2 separate regions of the Mus musculus genome follow, and region 2 is linked to region 1. The links are chromatin contacts, called in public Hi-C maps. All regions are on one chromosome and are shown on one strand. Each heading gives the region's core, a stretch centred on a gene start, on an enhancer-like site or on the middle of the called end of the contact. The rest is flanking DNA. Distances are from core to core; before and after follow the strand shown. Region 1 overlaps Kcnd3 (potassium voltage-gated channel, Shal-related family, member 3). Region 2 overlaps Tmigd3 (transmembrane and immunoglobulin domain containing 3).

Region 1 (7,510 bases), core at 3,327-5,826:
TTGGTGGCCTTGTTGAGAGGGTCTGTGGCAGCTGTAAGAGGCAGCGAGCCAATAAGGAAGGGCTGAAATAATTGGTCTCAGGATGTAAGTTCCCTCTGGCCTCTGCCTGTCACCCCCTCCAGCTGCAGGGCCTCAGGCAGGCTGACATAAACCAGCTGGTGTGACATCTTTCTGTCACCAAGGTCAATATTTCCTTATATCAGATTGTATATGTATGAGACCATAAATGGGGCAATACAGGGCTTGGTCTGTATAAATGAGAGGGTCTTGTCTTTCACTATGTGGAATATGTGAGTCTCAGCAGAACACCTCCGACTGTACCCTACTCTCTGTCTGCTCAGTAGGGCAGGTGATTTCTGCATCACCTATCTACAGGAAAACAACTAATCATGCTTATAAAGGGGCCATGTCCCTCGTCCTGACCTAGGTGTTCAGCGCGCACTGCCCAGCTGATGATGGTAAGGCTTCAATAGACTAGAAAAGGTTAAGAGGTGTACACAAGCCCACAAAATACATCAGTACGAAAGTGGATATATTTTTACTCCATCTTAGGAAATCCTGACAATACCTGTCATAAGTTATCTGGAGTATCCATTCTTCCCACCCCTGAGCACTGATCAACAGATGGGAAATGGAAGGTGGGAGGGGGAAGTCCTCATGCGAGGCTTGAGTATGGATATTTGGGTCCTTAAGTGCATGCCACTCACTGAATCCCAGATTCAAATGTTCTTTCAGGATCAGCCACTCCCATCGGCACCCACAGCCAGACTCGGCTGCGTAAGGCTGAAGCTTAATAATGTTTAAACATCCATTGCTTCCATTAGGTGTGACTAGCGTTCTATTTTAAACTTCCTCTGCGGAATGTTACTCACTGGGACTAGGTGAGTAACATCAGCATTTTTCTTTGAGATCTTGAGACCTCAAGAGCTCAGGCACAGGCTTTCTTCTTCTTATGCCCCACCTGCCTGCTTCCTGGGCACCACACAGAAGAGTTCTGAAGATTCCAAGGTGGTGGCAGAGTGTGAGAACAGGGAGAGTTCAGGGAGGGGCTCTCACTTCCAATCCCAACACTCGGGAGGCAAGGGGAGGGGGATTAGACTGTCTGCTGAGTTCCAGGGTAGAGCTACACAGGGTGAGACCCGGCTCAAATCAAGCAGCAGCAGGACAGTTCTCTCAGAGCTTCAGCATGTAGCAGTCAGGGCTAACACATTACTTACTGGCTTCTGCTGGGAGTGCTGGTGGAGCTGTCTCTCACACCCCGAGGATCCTCCACGCAGGATGCTCCCCTTCATGGAGTGGCCTCTCTCTCTATGCCATACTATGCACTGGGAGATTATGGGAAATACAGAGATGATGGTGTGGGGGTATCCCTTGGTGCTCACCACCAATGCCAAACATGGAGCAATACGAACACATGAGTGCTGGGTAGAGTCCTTTGCACAAAGTATTGAACAATCAATCAATCAATCAATCAATCATCAATCAATGGGCCACATACATTTTGTGAGTGTTGATTCATGCTAAGTACTTCTCCTAATAGGACTTTGAGATTTTAAGCTACATGAGAACCTAGTGAAGCAGGTTCTCTTAGGATCCCAGTTCACAGACGGGGAAACTAGAACTCCACAGTCACCTCATTTATAAACAGTAGTAAAAGGCCTCAAGCCAGGTCCTACTTCACAAGAGCATTTAGTCAAAGCTCTTGCCCTGGCTGCTCGGCATGGAGGATGCAGCACCCCACGGAGGCCCTGCTGCCCACACATCTAAAGTTCCAATTTTTGTGCACTGCTTTCTCAGCTCTTGGGACATCCAGAAGGATGCTTTCCCAGCATCTTCTGCCCCTCGCCCTGCTAAGATACAAGCTGCTGCCGGGCGTGGTGGCGCACGCCTTTAATCCCAGCACTTGGGAGGCGAATTTCTGAGTTCGAGGCCAGCCTGATCTACAGAGTGAGTTCCAGGACACCCAGGACTATACAGAGAAAACCTGTCAAAAAACAAAACAAAACAAAACAAAACAAACAAACAAAAAAAACCAAGCTGCCATTGGGAGCCAGTGGAGGCAGGGAAGCTTGTCTGGGTCTAGAGAGAATGTAGGCCTGGATATTCTATTTGAGCAGAGAAACTGCAGGCTACTAGGAATCCAGTTGTTATGTGGAGAAGAGTTCACAGCAGGACAGTGGAGTGGAGCTGAGGGGAAAGGGTCATGGTTGGGCTTACAAGAGCTCTGGGTCATTCTTAGAACCTAGGATCAAAAGCCAGGAGTTCGGATGGAGTGGTGGGCAAGCATCCCTATCAGCCTCCAGTGGCTTAAATTAATGCACAATCTAATTTAATTTCCCTTTCGGAAATTACGCATTCCTAAAAAATACATGAAGAGTCAGAAAGGAGCCGTGGCAACGAAGAACCTGAGCACCAGTTCGTGGCTTGAGTTGTGTCCCTCCCTTGACTGGGCCTGTCTGGTGTTCTAGGTTGGAGCCTTCTGACCCTGTGAACAGCACAGCTCATGTGGAAGGATTCCAGAGTACCCAGATCATCAGAGGCAGCGGTCTGCAGCCGAGAACTGCCTGAGGCTCATGTCAACCTAGGGTTGCTTAGCCACAACAGAGCCAATGGGCTCCATGTTGCTCCTACCTATATGAGGTACAACAGCTCTGCCTGACCATCAGATGCTGGCTCTCTAGCTGGGTCAAAGGTAATGGATGGGTTAGGCTAGCACTGAACATAATAACATGTAAACAGCTATGCGGGCCTCACTCAGATATTCAGTTGCCTTGAATTGTGCAAGGTATCCATTCAGTGAACATACATTCTTGGTCAGGCACGTGCTAGGTAAGTATTTCATATGCAAGTATGTCCCTTTGTTGAGGGGCCCCATCCTCCAACATATTACATGCAAGTGCTTTTTCTGAGTTTTTATGTGATTTGCTGAAAGCACCTGCCATTTATCAAATAGAGAACAGTTACCGACTTACCATAGGGTAGGTCTCCAGGGAAAAAGGTGAGAACTGGAGTAGTCCACAGCCCACAAGTTGTCAGACATGGGAAGATATTTGTATCTGTGATATCCCAGGCATTATATTAGATACAGGGCACCAATGGATGAAAAGCAATGAGACCTGGAGCTTAGTACAGCCCACCATGTAAACAGATGCATCACCATGTGGTCAGGGGAGCTTCATAATAAAGGTAGCAACAAACTGCAGTGGAACCTGGAGGAGGAGGCCTACAAGTCTGATGGGGTCACCTGGAAAACACAGTAGAGGCAGAGGAGTCTGTCCAGGTCCAAAGTGAATGCAGACTTGATGCCTGTACTGGCTGGTTTTGTGTGTCAACTTGACACAAGATGGAGTTATGAGGAAATGCCTCCATGAGATCCAGCTGTAAGGCATTTTCTTAATTACTGATCAAGAGGGGAGGACCCATTGTGAGTGGTGCTATCCCTGGGCTAGGTTCTAGAAAAAGGCAGGCTGAGCAAGCAATCCAGGAAGCAGCACCCCTCCGTGGCCTCTGCATCAGCTCCTGCCTCCAGGTTCCTGCCCTGTGTGAATTCCAGTCCTGACTTCCTTTAGTGATGAACAGCAGTGTGGAAGTGTAAACTGAATAAACCCCTTCCTTCCCAACTTGCTTCTTGGTCATGAGGTTTTGTGTAGGAATAGAAACCCTGATTAACACAATGCCCTATTTACTGAAGAAACTGCAGGCTTCTGAGAATCCAGTCATTTTGTGAAGAACTCACAGGGGCACAGTGGGGTGGGGCTTTTGGGAATGGGTCACAGTGGACTTAGAGGAGGAGCCCCAGGTCACTTCCAGAACCTAGCAAGAATCTGAAGCAAACATTTTCGACTGGGGGCGGGTACCCTTATCAGACTCCAGCTGCTTAGACTACTGCACAGTCCAATGCACTGGTAAGAAGAGAGAAAAAGAAAAGCATCCTCTGCGAATCCAGTATGATGCACATGAGCGAGACCTGAGCAGAACAGAGCGGACACGACCCAGCAGCAGAAGAGCTGCGAACAGCAGGCTCTTGCTAAACACACACTGTACCAAGGATTAGCAGGGAGACGAGTAATTGAGGCGCCTCTGTCATCCTCACATTTTCTTATCACTCAGATGAATCAGGTTTTAACAAATGCTCAAAGCAGAGACTTCATTACCACAGAAACCCCAATTGCTGGATAAAGATCTGCTTTACTTATGAGCCTGAAGTTTCCGCCAGAGAAGTGATGCTAATATTATGGTTTGTGTTTCTTCCAATGTCCTCCTGGTAGGAGTGGAGACAAGCTCTACAGCCAGGACAGTGACCAGATTTCTGGATGGACAGACACATTTCCACAGCCTTTAGCTTTGCTATTCAAGACAGACACTTGTTTATCTTTCTTGCCTGAGTCGTCAGGATGTGTCTGTTCGGCCATATGACGGAAGCCCTGAGAATGAATATCTTTATCAAGCTATATCGTTATGCCTGACAATATTTACACCCGGATAGCTTTGTAACTAGAACCCAAAGTACAGGCAGGAGACATCTCATCAGTTTAACACTGGGGAGAAACAGCTAATTCGCTCAATGTGGTAAATGAGGCAGAAAGGTCAAAGGAGGAGTGAGGCAGAGCCTGGACCACAACCTTTGAAGGTGGGGTTGTGTCAGTGGATACCTGGAAACACTGAGCCTTCCCCCTCTGTGTGTCACCTCGGTGTGTCACCTCCAGCACTGTGGCTGGGACAGGTCCACTTGCTTCCTTGGAAGTTCCCGTTCATGTTCCCTCTTCCCTCCCCTCCACCCCTTCCTTCTTTCTTTCTCTTGTACCCAGTCACTTCCCTCCACATGACAAGCTCTTGACTGAACTTGACTCATTGTACTGGTGACTCTTCTCACTGCCGTTACCGGATACCTGAAGGAAACAATTTAAAGGGAGGAAGATTTATTTGGCTCCTGTTTGAGAGAACAATAGTCCATTACAGGGGAACAGTCCCTTACGATGGCAGATGGCAGCGACAGAAGCATACGGCTGGGACTCGCTACCTAATATTTCAAGGGAACAGGAAGCAGAGACAGGAGAGGAAATCAGACCAAGAGAAACCTCGACATCTGACCCTTAGTGAGTCACTTCCCCCAGCACACATCCACATGTAGAGGTTCTACAACCTTCTAAGACAGCGCCACTAGGAGGAGACAAGTTCTCTGACACATGCAACTGTAGGGGATAGTTCATATTCAAACCCTACCAGTGAGGCTCCTTTGACTCACCTTCAGGGCTTGGCCTCCATTTCTGTGCATCTGTGTCTGTCTCTGCATGGCTCAGTTCTACTAGAAAATCCTAGTAAGTCAGTATTTGAGCATCCTCAGCATCCAACTCGTTCCTCATCCTCCAGATCACCCTGGCCTATCCCAGCAAGAATCCTGTTAACTTGGCTTAGCCAGACTCCACCCTGTTCCTGTTCCTGATGCTTGATCTTCATGAGTTTTCATCTACCAATGCCCCCTTCCCCAGGCTATAAATTCTCCATTATCATTGCTGTATTCAGTGAAGCCTGTCTCTGCCCTGAGTCCTACTTCCTCCGGTTCCGATAGCCTTGAATTAACAACTGTGTTGACTGCTTCACTGCCTAGCTCTGGCTTCCAACACACAATAGTCCACTTCTTAGAGGGGGCAAGAACAAAAGTTTGGAAGGAGCTTCTGGCTTGTCCTCAGTGTCTCCCCACAAACTTTTCCCCCTTCTTTTGTGTCACTTCTCCTACCAGCAGCTACTAGGGACTCTGGAGGATCATTTGAGGGAAGGGTAAAGGGTAGCTGTGGAATCCTCACAGTGTGAATAGTAGCAGCTGAGCATCCCGCTCCCTAGCTGGAATCTGTGACAAGTGTCAGCACAGTTGAGTGCACACAAACCAAGCACTTTACATGTACACACATTCACAAGCAAGTCAAGGGTTTCCCTCTAACTGCTGAATGCTGTGAACATTTCAAGTAATCAATAAACACACAGAAACATATCTCACCTTCCTATGTGCTAAAAAAGTAGCAACTATGATTTCAGCCTATTAAATTACCTAAAATCAGCATGAAAGAGGGGAGAGAGAGGGAGAGAGAGAGGGATGGAGGGAGGGAGAGAGGGAGGGGGAGAGAGAGGGAGGGGAGAGAGAGGAATGGAAGGAGGGAGGGAAGGGGAGGGAGGGAAAGAGAGAGGGAAGGAGGGAAGGAGAGAGAGAGGGAGGGAGAGGGAAGGAGGGAGGGAGGGAGGTAGAGAGAGAGAGACAGAGAGAGAGACAGAGAGAGAAAATATCAGTAGTTCTGGTAAGAGGCATGAGACGGACATTCTCAGTGCCAGTTGGCATAGCACTTCCGAAAGGCACTTGGCAGTATCCATTAAGAGGTCTGAAATTGCCCAAGACTAGAGTGGCCCAATAATTTTACCCAAGTGTCATTCAGAAGGAAAGGCATGGAAGTGTTCAACACAGTCTTGCTCATTGTAGCACAAACTTGGTCTTGACCCAAATGACTTACAGTAGGGAGGGAAGGAGCTAATTAAGTTACACAGAGGAAAATGACCAAGAAAAAGAACCCAGTAATATTGATAGTGGCTGAATGTGGGTGACCACTCTATGATTAACACCCAATTGTTGTTTTTTTATTTTTAATCCTTTCCCCTTAGTATTTTTTTCAATGAAAGAACATCTCCCTCCCACGTCTAATAAAAGTAACCTCAGTGTGAAAAGTTGGGGGCAGATAATACAATCTATAGAGACCTGGGAACACAGACACACAATTTAATGCTGTGGTTGAATAGAACCTATAACAGGAATTACCCAGCCTGTCAGTGATGGGCAAGCCAGCCACTGTGGCTATATGACTGAGCATCACTAGTGGTGCACTCTCAGAAAGAGCTGTAATTAGTTTGGTTTTCACACCACCAAGCCACTTGTTAGTTTTCTTCATTGTTTCTAGTTTTCCAGCATCTGCTAACCATATTGGGGCTGACTGTTCAGCCTAACGTTGTTCTTTCAGGCACGTGCATACACGTGTGTGTGTGTGTGTGTGTGTGTGTGTGTGTGCACATGTGCACAGATTCATGCACACATTATACACACTCCTAGGAGGTGACTGTCTCACCAGCCAGGGTGCTGGGCTGGGCCTCATGGGCCCAGGAAATGAAGCTAATGCAAATGAGGCAGCAAATGGTTAATTTCTTTCTCCCCAATCTGGGGTGAAGGTGGCCCTTGGATAAGAGGAGGCGACTCAGAGCCAAGAGAATGAAAGAAGATCTATCCCTGTGAGGCCGACTCATGTCCCTCCTTCCCAGCAGGAGCCCTTGAGAACAAATTCTGATTGACTTTGATCAAAGGTGATCAGGGCTGGGTCAGAGAGAGCCTACGAGCAGCTGGGTGTCATATGGAGAAGGCTGGGAGGTCCTCCATGGCTGAGGTGTCATTGGAGAAGGCTGGGAGGTCCTCCATGGCTAAGGTGTCATTGGAGAAGGCTGGGAGGTCCTCCATGGCTGAGGTGGGCTTGTAGGA
Region 2 (7,518 bases), core at 1,719-4,218, 270 kb before region 1:
TCCACCCCACACCCCTGCATCTAGTCCATGGGCAGACAGCATCAGGAAACCACATTACTTTACTTCCCGCTGAAGGGTTCCCCCAATAACTTTATTTCCCTCGGCTTTTCATTAAAGCTATTGTTATACAGAGTCTGTCTCAGCATTTCATCACGGTTAAAGATACTACATTGTTATTGCTTATACTGAAGGTTTAAGAGACCTATTTCCCCGAGGAGGTTCTAGGAAGGATGTTGCTCTTCTAATACCTCTCCTGCTCTGTTCATTAGCTTGGTGGCGTAGGTTGTTCCTGGGCAGCCAGGAGCTCAGAGTGGGTCAGCACAAGCCAGGCTTGTCTCAGCAAAAAAAAGACTTTTCTAGAAAAGCTGCACGCATTGTCTCAACTTCAGGCTTCTAGTATCCTTTTTTAAATTATTTTTTTATTTTTATGTGTGTGCACACACTTGTGTGAAGGTGGCATAGAGACCAGAAGTCATCATCACTTGCATGCAGCTGGAGTTACAAGGCACTCAGAACCACCTGGTGTGAGTGCTGGTAACTGACATCAGGTCCTCTCAGAGAGTAGTGTCTCAGCGTTTCTATTGCTGTGAAGAGACACCATGACCACGGTAACTCTTTTTTGTTTTTTTAAATGTATTTATTTATTTTATATTTGTGAGTACACTGTAGCTTTACAGATGGTTGTGAGCCTTCATGTGGTTGTTGGGAATTGAACTTTTTAGGACCTCTGCTCGCTCCAGTCAACTTTGGTCACTCAGTCCCTGCTTGCTCCAGCCCAAAGATTTATTATTATACATAAGTACACAGTAGCTGTCTTCAGACACACCAGAAGAGGGCATCGGATCCCATTACAGATAGCTGTGAGCCACCGTGTGGTTGTTGGGATTTGAACTCAGGACCTTCGGAAGAGCAGTCAGTGCTCTTACCCTCTGAGCCATCTTACCAGCCTTATAAGCAACTCTTATAAGGAAAACATTTTACTGAGCAGGCTTACAGTTCAGAGGTTTTATCCATTATCATCATGGTAGGAAGCATGGTGGCACGTAGACAGACATAGTGCTGGAACAGTAACTGAGAATTCTACATCTAGATCAGCAGGCAGCAGGAAGAGACCATAAGCCACTAAACCTGGCTTGAGCTTCTGAGACAGTGACAGTTCCTCCAACAAGGCCACACCTCCTAATACTGCAACTCCCCTATGAACCTAAGGGAGCCATTTTTATTCAAACCATCACAAGTTGCCATTGCTCTTGTTTGTTTGTTTGTTTTAAAGATTTATTTATTATTATATGTAAGTACACTGTGTTTTTGTCTTCAGACACACCAGAAGAGGGCACTGGATCCCATTATAGATGGTTGTGAGCCACCATGTGGTTGCTGGGAATAGAACTGAGGACCTCTGGTAGAGGAGTCAGTGCTCTTAGCCGCTGAGCCATCTCTCCAGTCCGTGGCAAATGCTCTTAACCACTGAGTCAAATCTCCAGCCCTGGCTCCTGGTATCTTAGTTGTCATGCTCTGTTCTTTTATTATGAGCACATGCTTTTGGGAAGACTGCAAGTCACAAATAACGAGCACATAGAAGGAACTTTGGTGTTGCTTCCCATTCACCCATAGGGATTTGTGTAATTCTAAAAATAAAATACCCAGCCAGATGCATGCTTGGAATCCCAGAAGTTGGGAGGCTGAGGCAGCTTGATCTCTGTGAATTCAAAGCCAGAGCAGACTGCCAAGGTTACAAAGTGAGACCCTGTCTCTAGAAACAAGAAACAAAACATGGCAAAGCTGTCATTTTAATTGAGTATCTTGGAGAGGACTCAATAACAGAGCTTGGGGCACTGATGCCCAGAAGTATCCGGGATGGTGCCACCCACGGCACAGGCAGAACCCACTTACCATTGTATGTACAATCAACTCCCAAGAAGGATCAAAGGCGCTGGTGGGCAGCCAGTGGCCCCTCCCTCACTATGGATTCCATTTCAGCTTATGCTATCCTCTCTTTGAGCACTTTTATGCTACTTTGGAGTTAAATTGTTTCTCCCACTTCCTATTCAACTTTGGACCTCCAGGAGCCTCTTATAACACCTGGCAACATGGGAGACCTGTTTTATGTTGGAGCTGAATGCATATATTATTCCCAGGTCTGTCCCCACCCTACCCCCACACACATCCCACCCCAGCCCAAGAGGGTGCTAACCATGTCACTGTGTTGGGCAGAAGCTGAGAGGAACGAGAGGGTCCATTTTTTGTTTCTTTGTTGCATCTTTTCCCTGCAGTCTTTTGGGGTTATGTTACTCAGTCTGGTTAAGAGGCCCTTAGAGAGAATGCCTTACAAGACAGTTTGTGGCTTCTCTATGCTTGTTTACCACCACACGTCCATTCTCTCTTCAGTGTGATTTGTCTAATCTGATGCCATGGGCACCCTGTTTTCTGTGTTCCATGATCAGAGCTCTGTCATTTGTTCTTGGCCCTGTTCTTCTTGCTTTTTCTGTAGGGCTTAGAACTGTTCCTGGTGTTACACTCATCACTTTTCTTGTCCCAAATCAACATTCACAGTGAGATTTTAGAGCACAAGTGTGCTAGAAGTGGAATTGAACATGAGAGGAAACTGGTGCCCAAAGTGACTGGTTTGAGGTCAAAACCGGCTAGCCAGAACATTTAGCTCCTTGTTTATTCTGGTGCCCACCTCGCTGAGCCCACAGATGAACACCCTAGGACCACCCAACCAGACAGTGATCCACTGCATGTATGTGTCATGGCCAGTCTCCCTGCCCTGTCCATCCAGGTTGATGTGCCAGCCAGTCATATCACCTCTTACTGGAAGTTACCTTCCAGACCTTCAGCACTCAAACCTGTGCCAGAGTTCTCTGCCTCGGTGAGATTCCCGCATCGAACCACCTCCTGTCCCACTCCATGTACACACAGGGCTTCTGCCTCCAGGTGTCAGGCCTGTCCCACTGCATTTATGCCCTGAGGCCCAGCCCCGGGGAAGAAATCAAAATGGGCTGGCTGCCAGCGAGTGACTCAGACGTTGAACATGCCACGTCCTTCTTGCTTTGTGAGCTTTGTTTCTAAGCGGATAACCTTGGCCACATTGCCCAATCTCCCATGTCTTTAATTCCTCTTTGGTGAAGGAGGAAGATTATTCTTTGGGACCTGAAAGAAGTAAAAAACACCCAACATCTGGGGCAGGGTCTGGACCACTCTTAGAGTCCTGCACCCATGCTCTTCCTGTGGGCCTCATGGGCACCGGGCCAGTGACTCCTCATGAGGTGCTTGCTGGTTACTGAACCAACAGGAAGCGTCTCTATACCCACAGACCCTCTGTGAACCGTGAACTGCAGGCTGGCTGTGCCCCTGAGGTTGGAATGGTCTAGATGTGGCTTTCCTTGGCACCTTTCTCTCGTCTTTTGTTGAAGAAGCTTTTTGCTCCAAATCCTCTGTTGGTTTTCTGAGCTTCAGAAACTGGACTCACCCGAAGGCGATGGCAGGACGGCGATGACGTCTTCTCCTATCTTCTCTACTTGCCAGGAAGTGAGTGGCTTGACCGCATGAAGAAGCTTGTGCCAGGGTTCAGCTATGAGACCGCCCCCCTTCGTGAGCCCAGGCAGAGGCCAGCCTGGGGGGTCTGACTGCAGGCAGTTCCTAGACAGGCAGGATGGAGCACCCGCAGCCACAGGGGCCTCTCCGTTGCTGCAGGTGAAGCCTGGCTATCTCAAGAGCCCGCCCTATTCAGAACCATAACCACAGTTTCTGTGTCTTACCTGTCACTCATTCTGGAGGGCGTGGCAGAGCACTTGGCACTTTTCAAGGCTATAAAAAGGCCACCTTCTGGGCAGGGTGTGAAGGTTGATGAATATTATGGTCACCTCCTGCCAAAACAGCTGCTTGACAGACATGAAACGCACGGCACACAATTTACGATTTAATGCGCAGCCTATTCATTTGTGTCTGCACTTGATCCTGAATACCAAACACTTTCTAACCTTTCATTAACCTTGGAATAGATCCTGACTGTGAAGGGCCAAGGAACCAGAATGACTCTCCAGTCATTCCCGGGCCTCCAGGAGAATGGCTCTTTCTGACCTGAACCCTCCAGGATGACTCAACTGACCCACTCTGGGCCCTGCCAGATGGAAGCCAGATAGATGTTGTTTTGGTGGCCCCGGCTGCAGCAGAGGCCAGCAGAAGTCTAGGTCACTGCAGATGGTCCAGTCTCTGGTCCTTTCCAGCCCCCACCCCATCTCTATCTAGTTCCCATGACTGGGGCCTTTTGTGTCATCCTGAGGTTGGCACTCTCTCACTTCCCGACAAGAATGCTGGCTGTTGTTTCTGAGCAAATGGAACGAATGACCAAAGAGAACCCCAAGCAATCTGCAAACTGGAAACATCTGCAGGAGGCGAGGGCAGCTGCTGGCTGGGTGGGGCTCCAAGGAACTGCCGGAAGGTCAGCCTAAGGGAAGGTTGCTCCAGAAACCTAAGTCCAAGCAGGGGGCGTGTCCTTCTGGGAGAGGGAAAGTCAGTTTTCTTTAAGGGCATGGCCCCTGGAAGGTCAATCACACTACTGTGGGTGGATCCACACCCACTAATATATGGACATCGAGAACGGGTTATAAAAATAATTTTTTAAAGGACATGAAGTTAGGAGGGGTTGGGGGTGGGCGTATTCTTGGGAGGAGTTAGGGGAGGAGTAGGGAGTGAACATGATCAAATATGTTGTGTGTAAGGGTGTGTGTGAATGTATGTGACTGTATGAGTATATGAGTTTCTCTGTGTGAGTATGTGTCTGTGAGGGTATGTGACTATGTGAGTATGTGTATGTGAGTGTAAGTGTGTGTGATCCTCAAAGGATTAATAAACATTTTTAAAGGGTTACTTCACGACCCTCCTCACCTTCCACTTACAGAACTCCTTGCCTGGCCCTAACCAAGTCAAGGAGCTATGCTGTTGTTCTCCTAAATACCATTTAGATGTTAGATGTGGCAAAGCCGAAGTGGCTCTCATTTCACAGACCCAAAGAGGAAGCAGGTGCGATGACTGCCCTACCCACGGCAAGTAAGGGAGGGCGCAGGTAGGAGGGATGCATGGTCACGCACACACAACACCACATCACCTTCCGTAAAGGCTAAGTAGCTCGCCAGAGGCTTGGATAGCAGCTGCTGGAGTCAGGTGACACAAGGCCTGGAGCAGATCAACAATCCAGCTGCTGCTTTGAGAGCTGGATTTTCCTCACTTCTGCAGTAGCTGAGGTTGAGCGTCAGAAGCTTGGGCCCAACAGAAAGGTCGTGCAGAGCCAGCTCTTCGTCTGCAGGGGGAAATCTCAAAAACCCAACTATTTCTTGACATGGACTCTGAAGTGGAAAGAATTTTCTAAGCGTCACATGGGAGTTACTGTGGAAAGACACAGACTAGCTTATTTTGCCTGACTACACAAGGGCTACTCAACCAAGACTTCTACCTTCTGTGAGACCTGATCTGTGTTCTCTTGGGTCTTGGCAAGGAAGTACTAATTTCTAAACTATTCCCTCCCAGGCTTCAGCCTGCATGTATGATATGAGAGAGAGAGAGAGAGAGAGAGAGAGAGAGAGAGAGAGATCTTTGAAATCAGAAGAGGGTGTGGCTCTGTGTGATCCCTGATTAGAGCTGGGGACCATAGCAATCTCCTGAGAAGACTAAGGAGGGCCCTTCCGGGAGGTAACCAGAGGTTGAACGAGAAACCACAGACATGCATTATCGCAGGCAGCCATTGGGCACCAGCTGCACTTCAGGGCCTCCACCATATACTGAAGACAAGAGGAAGTGAGAGGGATCAACAGGAACTCGGTTGAGGCCGTCCCCCACCCCCAGGAGCTACCGAGATCTCCACTCGCCTCCTTTGATATGTACGGTGAAGAGACTGACTGGGACAGGTTGCTGATTCATCAGCACACAGTCTGAGGATGCTAGAAGTGCACCTAGCCAGACATCCTATCCTCCCCAGGAACTCAGAGAGACCTCGGAGACCACAGAGGGCAGCCCAGCCTGGTTCCAGAAAGGGGAGCTCTTCGGAGGACAGACCATTTGAGGACACAGTAGCACCCCTGTATTTATCTGGATACTACGGATCCGGTCAGAGGATTCCGAAGTGGATGCTGTGTGCTACCTACACACTCTGAGACTAAGCCTTAGGCCTGAAGCTGGGACTCCTCCACACTGTCCTGTCACGAGTCCATTGGGGGGTGGAGGGATTGCGTTCAGCCTGACCGAGTCGGCACCATTGGGCTCCCCACTCAGCCTTTGCCATTTGCCCATACAAAAACAGCTCTCACCTCCCACAGCCTGACAGGCTGTGCCAGAATAGGACTACCAAGGAAGCAGAGGACACAAGCCAAAAGGAAGTCACAAAGATCAGCTTAAAAATAACCCTCTCTTGTCTATCATGAGGAGGAGCTCTGAGGGAGATATAGCCCAGGGTAACAACAGAAAGGTCCCACAGCAAATCAGCAGAGGTTAGGCTTCAAGCACCACCCCCCAACCCACTTCCGCCAGCCAGCATCTGTTTCCTTTCCTATATTTAAACAACCAGGTTAGTGAACTTTTAGTGCTTTTTCTTTTTTCTTTCTTTTTTTTTTTTTTCTTTCTGGCCAGGGCAGAGCAGGACCTTTCACAGAACACATGGGCCATGTTGACACTTGAGGTCTTATAGCCTGTTTTGTTTTTTTTTTTTTTTTTCTGCTCAGTTTCTGTATATGTGGGACCCAAACATCCTGAGACAGCTTCCAGCCCCATTATTTTTGTGCCTCAAGAAGAAGAGCTGGAACGTGTGAGAACCAGAGGTGGAAGGATGGTGGGCAAGCAGCTGGGAGAGTCACCCAGATGCTGTCCTACTGTGGACAGTGCAGGGCACTTTTGATAATGGTTTGAATTTGAACTATGCTCTGACCAGTTCAATTTTTAAACCCTGGCTTCCCAGCTTTTGATGATAATTTGCAGGCGGTAGGAGAAGCCTGTTTAGCTTCAGGAAATGTGTCAGCATGGGTGGCCCTTTAAAGGTTTATACCAGCCAGGTCCCACTGGGTCACTGCTTCACTGTAAAGAACATTGCTCCTGCCAAAACCTCCCTGCTGCAATGGCCTGAAACCATGAGTCAGAACCACTGTTTGCGTCTTTAAGTTTTATTGTCTGGTATTGTGTTGAAAGGATGAGAAAAGTGACTGATGCATTTGTCTAAGACCAGGAGAGGCAAAGGGGTCCTGCAGGACACCAGAGATACAGACACTATCATCTGCACCAACCCCAAGTGCTGCCGGGACAGTCTCTTCACAGTTAGGCCCTCAAGACTCCACACTATTTCCAGCGTCATCATTCTCTCTCTGATAGAGCTGCATAAGGGAAGGCTACTGTGGTTCTCCAGTTTACAGCCTACGTTATTCAGGTTATGGTGGCTCTGTCTCACCACACACACATACACACATACACACACACACACACACACACACACACACCACCCTGTACTTGCTAGGAATTGTCTCAGGTCTCAGG

What was found. A called contact is a pair of places that touch in the nucleus more often than the background predicts.
Region 2: a Hi-C map of Th1 cells shows a contact between it and region 1, with 6 times the contacts expected there. The contact joins two enhancer-like sites. A contact is called at or near these places in 1 of 484 Hi-C or Micro-C datasets (Th1 cells) and 1 of 115 datasets of contacts at active chromatin or transcription factors (memory CD8 T cells).

Annotation. Positions count from the first base shown.
Region 1 is chr3:105,625,032-105,632,541 of GRCm38.p6, reverse strand. All of the region lies in intron 2 of Kcnd3 (potassium voltage-gated channel, Shal-related family, member 3), which reads right to left. Among named protein-coding and RNA genes, the nearest start is that of Ddx20, 59 kb to the left of the region's middle. Within about 2 kb of position 4,576, at least 18 of the 459 cell types and tissues checked have an H3K27ac peak or open chromatin away from gene starts, as enhancers often do. A contact at or near this core is called in Th1 cells and memory CD8 T cells, where this site is marked.
Region 2 is chr3:105,890,946-105,898,463 of GRCm38.p6, reverse strand. The region is part of intron 1 of Tmigd3 (transmembrane and immunoglobulin domain containing 3); the gene reads right to left. Among named protein-coding and RNA genes, the nearest start is that of Adora3, 9.7 kb to the left of the region's middle. Within about 2 kb of position 2,968, at least 231 of the 459 cell types and tissues checked have an H3K27ac peak or open chromatin away from gene starts, as enhancers often do. A contact at or near this core is called in Th1 cells and memory CD8 T cells, where this site is marked.